Regions from separate parts of the Mus musculus genome. Here regions 2 and 3 are each linked to region 1. A link is a contact called in public promoter capture Hi-C data. All regions are on one chromosome and are shown on one strand. Each heading gives the region's core, a stretch centred on a gene start, on an enhancer-like site or on the middle of the called end of the contact. The rest is flanking DNA. Distances are from core to core; before and after follow the strand shown.

Region 1 (3,003 bases), core at 188-2,687:
TCCCTAATCACGCCCCAGGGCCCTGTGTCCCAGGTTTCATTCCCAGCAGCCTTAAGTCCCATCTGGGAGGTTTGAAGGAAGGTATGCTGGGAGCTTAAGGATTTTTATGAGCTTGCTCTCAGACCAGGAGCTGGTGCCAGACTAAGCCTTACTAAACAACAGGGGCTCCACAGAACCCCTGGATGCAAAATATTCCATCTATTCCTTACATAGCCCCCACACAGGCTCTTGGAAACAATTCTGCTGGCAGAAAAAAACAAAAAAACAAAAAACTAGTGGACCCCATGTAAAACTGAGGAAAACCACAGCATGACGGAGCTACCTCGACAACACCCTGTAACCATGGGCCAGGCAGCAGAGGCCAAACCCAGAACCAACTACCATTTTTATCCTCATCCAGTCTCTTCATAAGCAGTCATTTGTTCCCCTAACAGCCCTTACTCCTCAGGCAGGAAAAACTCTACATCTGAATCCATCCTCGAGTGACCGGGCATTCATTTGTGGGTGGGAACAGTGTGAAAAAGAGATGGAAGATAGCAAGAAAGCATGCAGGCCTAGGATGAAAGCCAAAATCGGGGAGAGAACTAACTTTACCACAAGCCAGAGAAAAGAAGACAGGGGTTGCTCTCTAGGCACTTAAGGAAGGCAATCTGAAATCTACCATGAAAGGGGGAGAAAGCAGAAAAACCGTAGAGCAGACAGATTTCAACTGCTAAAGAGAGAATCAAGCAGAAAGCAGGGAGGGAAGCAGGAACGGCTGAGGAAGGCTGACAAGGGGCAGTGTCAGGGGAGCTCAGAAGAAAAGAGGGAAGAGGAGGAGATAGGGCCATGGGGGGAAAAGGGAACGCAGAGGCTTGGGGGACGCAGAAAGGCGAAGATGCTGGCCGAAAGCGGGGCTCCAGAACCAGAGTGACTCGACGCAAAGACCAAGAAAGACCGGGAGCCATAGCGCCGGGTGGCAGCAAGGGCTCCAGAAACACCAAGAGCCCCTCAAAGGGTAGGTCTACAGGCGGCGGAGGGGCCCCGGGCCGGCCGAGGGGCCGAGGGCGCGACGCGAGCAGGAACCGCGGCCTGGAGCGCGGTCGTGCCCTGAGGAGCAGGCTGCTGGGCCGCGGCCGCCCCCAGCCCTCCACAGCGGCCTGGGAGCGGCCGGCGCAGGCCGAGGGGGAGGGGCAGGCCGGCGGCAGGAGGACAAGATGGCGGCGGCTGATGGCAGCTTCTCCCCCGGCCCGCCGCCGCCGCTGCCGCCGCCCCGCGCCGGAAAGGGCGTCAGCGCCCAGCTCGCCCAGACTCACCTAGCCGGGTGCGTGGGGGTCCGGGACCCGGGCTCAAAGGCTTCCCGGGGCGGATGGCGGCGGGGCGGGGGCGGATGGCGGCGGATGGCGCCGCGCTCGGCTCCTCCCGTCTCCCTCGCTCACTCCGCGGCTGGGCTCCGACTAACGGCCCATCCGGGCAACCGCCGCCCCCGGGAACACCCCCCACCTCCCGCCTCCCTCCGCGGCTGGGCACGCCCCCTTATTTGCATAGGGGGCGGAGCCCTTACTCTCCGACCCCTCCGCTCTTCAGGGCTGTCCCTACTTTAAAAAAATAAAGGCAGTGTGTGGAGGATATTTGCATAAAGGGGAGGGACTTACAGACGCTAGGACGCCGGTTGGCTAGGGAGACGTCTTGGCGTCGGCAGTTGAGACGCGTAGACCGGGCGGAATGCGAGGCCGTTGGGGCGCAGAATTTACACGACGGATGGTGGGAGAAAAAGGATGCGCATGCGTAGTTGGTCCGCGGACGGCTGGGAGCCGAGAGACACGCAGGGAAGGGATGCTAGGCCCCGGTCACTCTCAGCGGAGAAGACGGAAAGAACTGCGACGAATGGAAGGGATTAGTTAGTCGAGGGCGGAGTTACATAGACCCTGGAAGAATTTCAGGTCTGGTGTCCATTCGTGAGAGGTAAACGCGTCAGGGAGGCGGGGCTTTCCAGTTATCAAATCACGTCATGCAAATGAAGTGGATAGGCAAGCCAATCAAAGGGTCCAGAGGAGTGTATCATTGACTTTCTTCGAGTAGGCGTTCTTCGAATGGTTCTGGGTATTTGCATAATATATGCAAACAATTTGAACAAAGGCAAGGAATGACCTACTCTTCCAAATTTTAGCAGCGACTAACTACGGCGGATATTTGACATTTAATTTTTATGCTCAATAGTTTTAAAAACTGTTTTTATAATTAATGTTCCTTCAACAATGAGTTTCAGCTTTAAAGGTCGTACTACTTCCCCTCTTTGTTTCTTAGTACTTGACTGTAGAAATCTTTGCCTCTCACCACACTTACACTTACTCAACATTTTCCTGTGAATTTTTATGTATATTGGTGGGTGCTCACTGGCCTTTACAAACCAGAGGTTGACGTCCAGAGGGCTCGCGCAAACACTTTATTTTTTGAGACATTCTTTTCATCTTTCAGTGAATCTTGATACTTGGATGGCTGAGCTCAGATTCCATATGGACTGGCCAAAGAGCTTGAGATCTTTCTATCTCTGCATCCCGGTGCTGAAGTTACAGACAGGAGTGATCTGCCCAGCCTGGACATGAGTACAGGAGGTCCAAACTTAGGTCCTCATGCTTGTTAGCAAGCATTTCATCCGCTGAGCCATTTTCCTAACTCTAGAAACATTTATTTGTTTTTATTTTATTTGTATGCATATCTACATATATGCATATGTACCAAGTGGGTTCCTGGTGCCACCTGGGTTCTTGGTTCCTGTACCAAGAGGAGTTCAGATCTCTTTGAACTGGAATTACTGGTGATTGTGAGTTCCCAGATGTAGGTGTTGGGGATCGAATCCAGGTCCTCTGAAAGAACAGCAAGTGCTGAGCCATCTCTCCAGTGGTCATCAGTAACAGTTTGAAGTACCAGAGACATGCATGGGATATTGTAGAGGCAGAGGAATAACCTGACTGTCCTGGTGGGAGCAGGTTAAAAGATATATGGGGAGAGAGAGTAGGGGGG
Region 2 (3,003 bases), core at 286-2,785, 1.4 Mb before region 1:
TTTCTCTGTATAGCTCAGGCTGTCCTGGAACTCAGAAATCCACCTGCCTCTGCTTTTTCTGTTGTTGTTGTTGTTAAATGTACTTTTAAAACTTTTTTTTTTTCTTTCTTCTAGACAGGGTTTCTCTGTATAGCACTGGCTGTCCTGGAACTCACTCTGTGGTCCAGGCTGGTCTCAAACTCAGAAATCTGCCTGTCTCTGCCTCCCAAGTGCTGGGATTAAAGGTGTGCACCACCACTGCCCAGCTAAAAAGTTTTATTGATATATGGTATGTATGTGCATAGGTTGATGTATATAGCACACTATGGAGATCTGAAGACAACTTGTAGGAGTTGGGTCTTTCTTTGCATTACATGGTCCTAGGGATGAAACACAGATCGTCAAGTTTGGCAGCAAGAACCTTTACATGCTAAGTCATCTCACTGACCTTCACAAATGTAATTTTAATTTATTTCTGTGACAATTTTTTGATCTATAATCTCAGTATGTTTATAAGTACACCTGTATGTGTCTATTATATTTACATTATTTTCATCTGTCTATCTGTCTCTGTCTGTCTGTCTTCCTACCTATCTATTGTGATAGGTGCGCTAGACAAGTTCTGTACCATTGAGTTAGATATCTCCAGTAGAGCAGACATTTATTAAGTAACTAGTGTATGCCTGAGGCAGTGGATAAAAAGTTTCCTGATCCTAAAATGTCTAGTAGGGGTGATGATAGTAACCTTGCCTTTCTACTAATGAAAATTGCTATTTAGTTAATAAACCATTGCTATGGCAATGATAATGACTAGGGAAAGGCTGTGCTAAGGATTCTGTTTGTTTTTTGTTTTGTTTTCTTGTGGCACATAGATTTCAGGGGCACATAGATTGAACACTTAGAAATATAGGAAAGTATCACATATAGATAATATTTCTTTTTTTTTTTTTTTTTTTTTAAAGATTTATTTATTTATTATATGTAAGTACACTGTAGCTGTCTTCAGACACTCCAGAAGAGGGCATCAGATCTTGTTACAGATGGTTGTGAGCCACCATGTGGTTGCTGGGATTTGAACTCCGGACCTTCGGAAGAGCAGTCGGGTGCTCTTACCCACTGAGCCATCTCACCAGCCCCCAGATAATATTTCTTAAAGTGGCACAATATATGCAAAGTTCCTGCGGTGGACAAGATCCAGGCTCTTACGACTTCAACAAGACAGTAGGAATTAAACTCGTTATATAAATCCCATTAGAATAGTTTGCTTAGATTTTTCCTGTAGCTCCCTACTGTCCTGTGAATGAAACCTCTTTTCTTACTCCTGAACCAGGCAGGATTTAGAGGTAGCTGGCTGAGCAGCATCCCACTGCCCTGCTCTGATCTTCTCAGATTCTACTGTAGGCCCGCCCTCAGGCGGGTCCCCACCCTGCCCCCGCCCAGATGGCTCACTCTGTCTTACAATTGGATAGTTCGGTTAGATTCGTGCTCTGGTTGGCTGAAAAAGCCGTCAGTTAGGGGTGAAAGCCTTGATAACCCGTGCGGAGCTTCGAGGGGGCGGGCTCGGGTGCGGTGCGGGCGCTGCCGGGGCTTCTCATTCAGGTAAAGTCAACCACGCGAGTCCTGGAGGGGAACAGTGGACCCAAGTGTCCGGGAGGGGTGTGATGCTTTTAGCCCCCTTCTATGGGTTCTGTGCGTTGCAACGGGGTGGGCGCCGTGTCCTGTAATGGTGACCATTTGGACATTGGGAGCCTCAGGTGGTTTAAAGCCGACCGGAGAGGGGGGACCCTAGATTATTAGGCAGATCGCCACCACATGGCCATCCAGGACCTAACCAGAGGAACTTGTGCGCATTTTAGTCTCCTAGATGCCTTAGGGGACCCTTCCCCAGAGTTGGCTTGAAGACCTGGGAATGGGTTTCTTGCAGTGGGGTGGAGTGGGCGGATGGTACGGAAACGGTGTTGGAGGGAGGAACGGATGTCCCCCACTCCCCGGACCTACTGACAATAGCAGCGGATGGAACCGCCCAGCGGTTTTTCCTGTAGGAAACTGCCCTGTCTTTTCTAAGCGGACTTGGTTCTGTATGTTTGGGGAGGTGTGTGTGTGTGTGTGTGTGTGTGATGATTCAAGGACCCCTTGTCCTGCCATCATCTAGCTCTTTCCCCCATCCTGCGTTTGAGAATCCTATCCCAACATGAAGGGCTCCCACCTAGAGCCTTATCAGTAAGACATAACTTCTTCAGGACCTCGGGTATGCATGCTCTGTGTCCTGTCCTTCAGGTTTCCTGATGACAGCTCTCCTGATCACAGCTCTCTAGACTGATCGCAGCTCTGTGTCCCGAAATAGTCCCAGGGCTGGGTGTGGGGGCGTGTGGCTTCAGCTCTGACAGCCTAATGAGGGGGTCTCAGGCAGGGGATCCGGATTTAACTTTGATAGCCAGGCAGTGTGGGAGATATGAGGGCAGCTACACGCCCTACTCCGGGAGGCATTGGCTTGTGTAGCAGTCTAATGTTGGCTTGCCCCACCACACTCCTTACTCCCAAGGCTGGAACTGACAGCTGTGAGCTGGGAGGGTGATATGTGGCCTGGGTTCCCTGCAGTTTCTAGGGGAGCAAAAGGGAATCTTTCCAAAAGCGCCTATTATCCTAGTTACCTGAGAGGTCCAGGTAGGATGATTAAAAGTTGAAGGCGCCGGGCGTGGTGGCGCATGCCTTTAATCCCAGCACAGGCAGAGGCAGGCAGATTTCTGAGTTCGAGGGCAGCCTGGTCTACAAAGTGAGTTCCAGGACAGCCAGGGCTATAAAGAGAAACGCTGTCTCGAAGAAAAAAAAAAAAAAAAGAAAAGAAAGTTGAAGGCCTGCCTGAGAGCTGCAGAGTGAGTTCAACGCCTGTTTAAACAATTGAGTAAAGGGGTCAGTGAGATGGATTGGCCAGTAAAGGTACTTGATCAGGGAATGACATCCTTGTTGCATCCCTGGGATTTACTCGTGTAAGGAGAGAACTGACTCTATAGAGCTGCCCTCTGC
Region 3 (3,003 bases), core at 330-2,829, 1.3 Mb before region 1:
AGAGGCAGGCAGATCTCTGAGTTCTAAGCCAGCCTGGTCTACAGAGTGAGTTCTAGGACAGCCAGGGTTACACAGGGAAAACAGCTACCACCACCACAAAACAACAACAAACAAACCACAAAACAACAACAACAAACAAACAAAACAACAACAACAAATCAGCAAGCAAACCCTGCTATTCTTGGGCATGCTACCAGCTTCAGGTTACTAGGTCAAATTTATATTGGTTTTTTTTTTTTTTTTTGAGACAATGTATCACTGGCCTGAATCTCCAAGCTCTGGTCTGAGCCTCCACACAGGTGACCTCAGGTGCACAACTGACTTCAGGATGGTTCGTTGCTTTTGGTTCAGGGGACTATAGACCCAGGTGTTTCTTGGATGCTCGCCTAGCACTGCACCACAGACCTCTTCCTTCCAGTTTTAACTCTCCATACCTTAGTTAATGTTGTTCCTCCTAGCTTTCTTCTTCCCCTTCCATCTGCTTGAACCTTTACTGTCCTTCACTCCCTCCCAATAGAGATACAAATTGTATTATGTCTGTCTCCCCAGGGAGTGTCAGCTCACTGGTAGCTAGGACTCCTGTCTCCTACATAAGTACAGCTGTGCAGGGCCAGAAGATGCTTGGCAAATACTGCAGGAACAAATCTGAGAAAAACTATTTTACTTTTTAACTGTCACCTGTCACAGTGCAGTGCTCTCCCTTTTGGCTGTGAGTATACCAGAAAGTCTCTTCAAGCTGAACACCGACTGTGAGTCAGTCTAGACTGAAATGCTGGTAAACAAAGAATGCAGGCCGGTCTTTCCTGACACCAGAGAGATCAGTCCATTAATTGCCACACACATACGCCTCAGATGCTTGTGGTGAAGAAGGGCACCCCCATAAACTAGTCAGCAGTCCAAATGAGCAAAAGGAAGAGGCAGGCGAGGGAATAAGGATCCTCTGGGCCGATGCCCCCATTTCTCCTCTCCCCTTCCTCTATCCCGATCCAGCAGCAACACAACAGGTCATCAGCAAGAAAGGTACTTTGCGGACAAGCGACAAGGCCTCTTTCAGAACCCTCGCTTCTCCCACAAGGCGATCTGTAAGAACTGAGAAGCACAAACATGTCGAATCCGCTTGAGAATTCGAAATGGGAAATGCTGGAGGGGGATAAGGGACACGGGATGGTCGCGCCTGCACGACTGGAATGGCGGGCCAACGTCGCTGCGACTGTCCTGGGACCTCGCCGTGTGTGTGTGTGTGTGTGTGTGTGTGTGTGTGTGTGTGTTGCCCTCACTGACTCGGCCGCTGGTGTCCTGGGCGCGAGGCGGTGCGACCCTCCCCTGCAGGACGGCTTGCCCCGACCTGTCCCCGGGACGCGGGTCTCCGGGCGGCCGGCCTGCGTCCTCCGATCTTGGCGCGAGGTCGTCTCCGCCGCACTCACCTGCGCCTGCACGTCCATGGTGGTCCGCACAGAAAGGGTGCAAAGGCAGCAGGCAGGACGATGAGACCCGCGTCCTCTCAAGGGCTCGCGCCGCAAAACGCCGAAGCCAGGCTGTCCAGGAGCCAGGCCAATCAGCCACACCCGCCACTTTTGAATTTCAACCTCCGCGCAGTCAACGCACTTCAATCCGCAGAGGCCAATCCGCGCCGGCGCCGCGGTCGCGAGCCAATCACGGTGCCCTCCGCCTCCGGGGCCACGCCCCCTGAGTCGCGACTCTTCTAGTCCGCTAGAGCACCAGAACTAGACCCCTTGGATCCTACTTCCGGATCCGCTCTTCCTCTTTTCTCCCTCTCCCCCTCCCGAGCGCCGAGCGCGGCTTCCTGAGGTCTCTGGTTGCGTCAGAAGTGCGCTTGTGTGGAGGAGTGGCGTGGGGGAGGCAATACGCATGTGCCTGAGCGGGGTCGGGGCGGAGCGAGCGCCACCTAGCGGATACTGCTGAACTTGCACACCTCCTCGCCAACCCTGTAGACTGGAGACTGTTACACCGAGGTCGCTCTTGGTCCACTTTCTCAGGTCCGAAAAGTGGAAGCTGGTTGATGGCGCTGACCTGTCCTCAAAGAAGAAAAAGTGGAACCCATATCTGGAGATGTAATAAAGTCATAAATCTAGAGTAGGGCCGGGAGGATAGCAAACTGGTTATCCCTGAAACTCATATAATGTGGAAGGTGAGAACTAATTCGCCACAAAGTTTTCTGTGCCCCTCCTGCCTCCAATATTATATATTATACATAAACAATATGTATTATATACATAAACATATATCTTTACACATATAAATAATACCCAATAGTACGTATTATATATATAAGCATATATATATATATATATATATATATATATATAAAACACATAAATTACATATATATTTATTTTGTTTTTTCGAGATTGGGTTTCTCTGTGTAGCCCTGACTGTCTTGGAATTCTATTTGTAGAACAGGCTGGCCTTGAACTCAGAGATGCTAGGGCTACCCTGTGCCACCATGCCCAGGTCAATAAACAATCTTTTAGATTAAAAAATCAAAACAAAACTAGAAGCCAGGCTTGGTGGCACACGCCTTTAATCCCAGTTCCCAGTACTCAGAATGCAGAGGCAGACAGATCTCTTGAGTTCAAGGCCAACCAGGTCTACAAAGTAAATTCCAGGGCAGCCAGGCTCTGTAGAGAGACCCTGTCTTAAATAAATAAAGAAACACACACACACACATACATACATACATAACTGGATAAATAAATAGTATGTTTCTTTTTTTTTTTTTTTTTTTTTTGGTTTTTTGAGACAGGGTTTCTCTGTGTAGCCCTGGCTGTCCTGGAACTCACTCTGTAGACCAGGCTGGCCTCGAACTCAGAAATCTGCCTGCCTCTGCCTCCCGAGTGCTGGGATTAAAGGCGTGCGCAACCACACCCAGCAGTTTCTTTTTTTTTTTAAAGATTTATTATATGTAAGTACACTGTAGCTGTCCTCAGACACTCCAGAAGAGGGCGCCAGATCTCATTACGGATGGTTTTGAGCCACCATGTG

The links. Promoter capture Hi-C pulls out the DNA fragments that hold promoters and counts their contacts.
Region 2: a contact with region 1 is called in a promoter capture Hi-C map of hippocampal neurons, with 4 times the contacts expected there. The contact joins the promoter of Kank3 here to the promoter of Prrc2a in region 1.
Region 3: a promoter capture Hi-C map of hippocampal neurons shows a contact between it and region 1, with 3 times the contacts expected there. The contact joins the promoter of Kifc1 here to the promoter of Prrc2a in region 1. A contact is called at or near these places in 2 of 39 promoter capture datasets (cranial neural crest and hippocampal neurons) and 1 of 115 datasets of contacts at active chromatin or transcription factors (pancreatic cancer cells).

Annotation. Positions count from the first base shown.
Region 1 is chr17:35,163,440-35,166,442 of GRCm38.p6, forward strand. It overlaps Prrc2a (proline-rich coiled-coil 2A), which reads right to left and starts at 1,438. Exons shown (of 31, transcript NM_020027.3): 1 at 1,296-1,438.
Region 2 is chr17:33,808,988-33,811,990 of GRCm38.p6, forward strand. Kank3 (KN motif and ankyrin repeat domains 3) reads left to right here and starts at 1,536. Exons shown (of 11, transcript NM_030697.3): 1 at 1,536-1,578.
Region 3 is chr17:33,889,054-33,892,056 of GRCm38.p6, forward strand. Kifc1 (kinesin family member C1) reads right to left here and starts at 1,580. Exons shown (of 11, transcript NM_001195298.1): 1 at 1,425-1,580. The coding sequence starts at 1,442.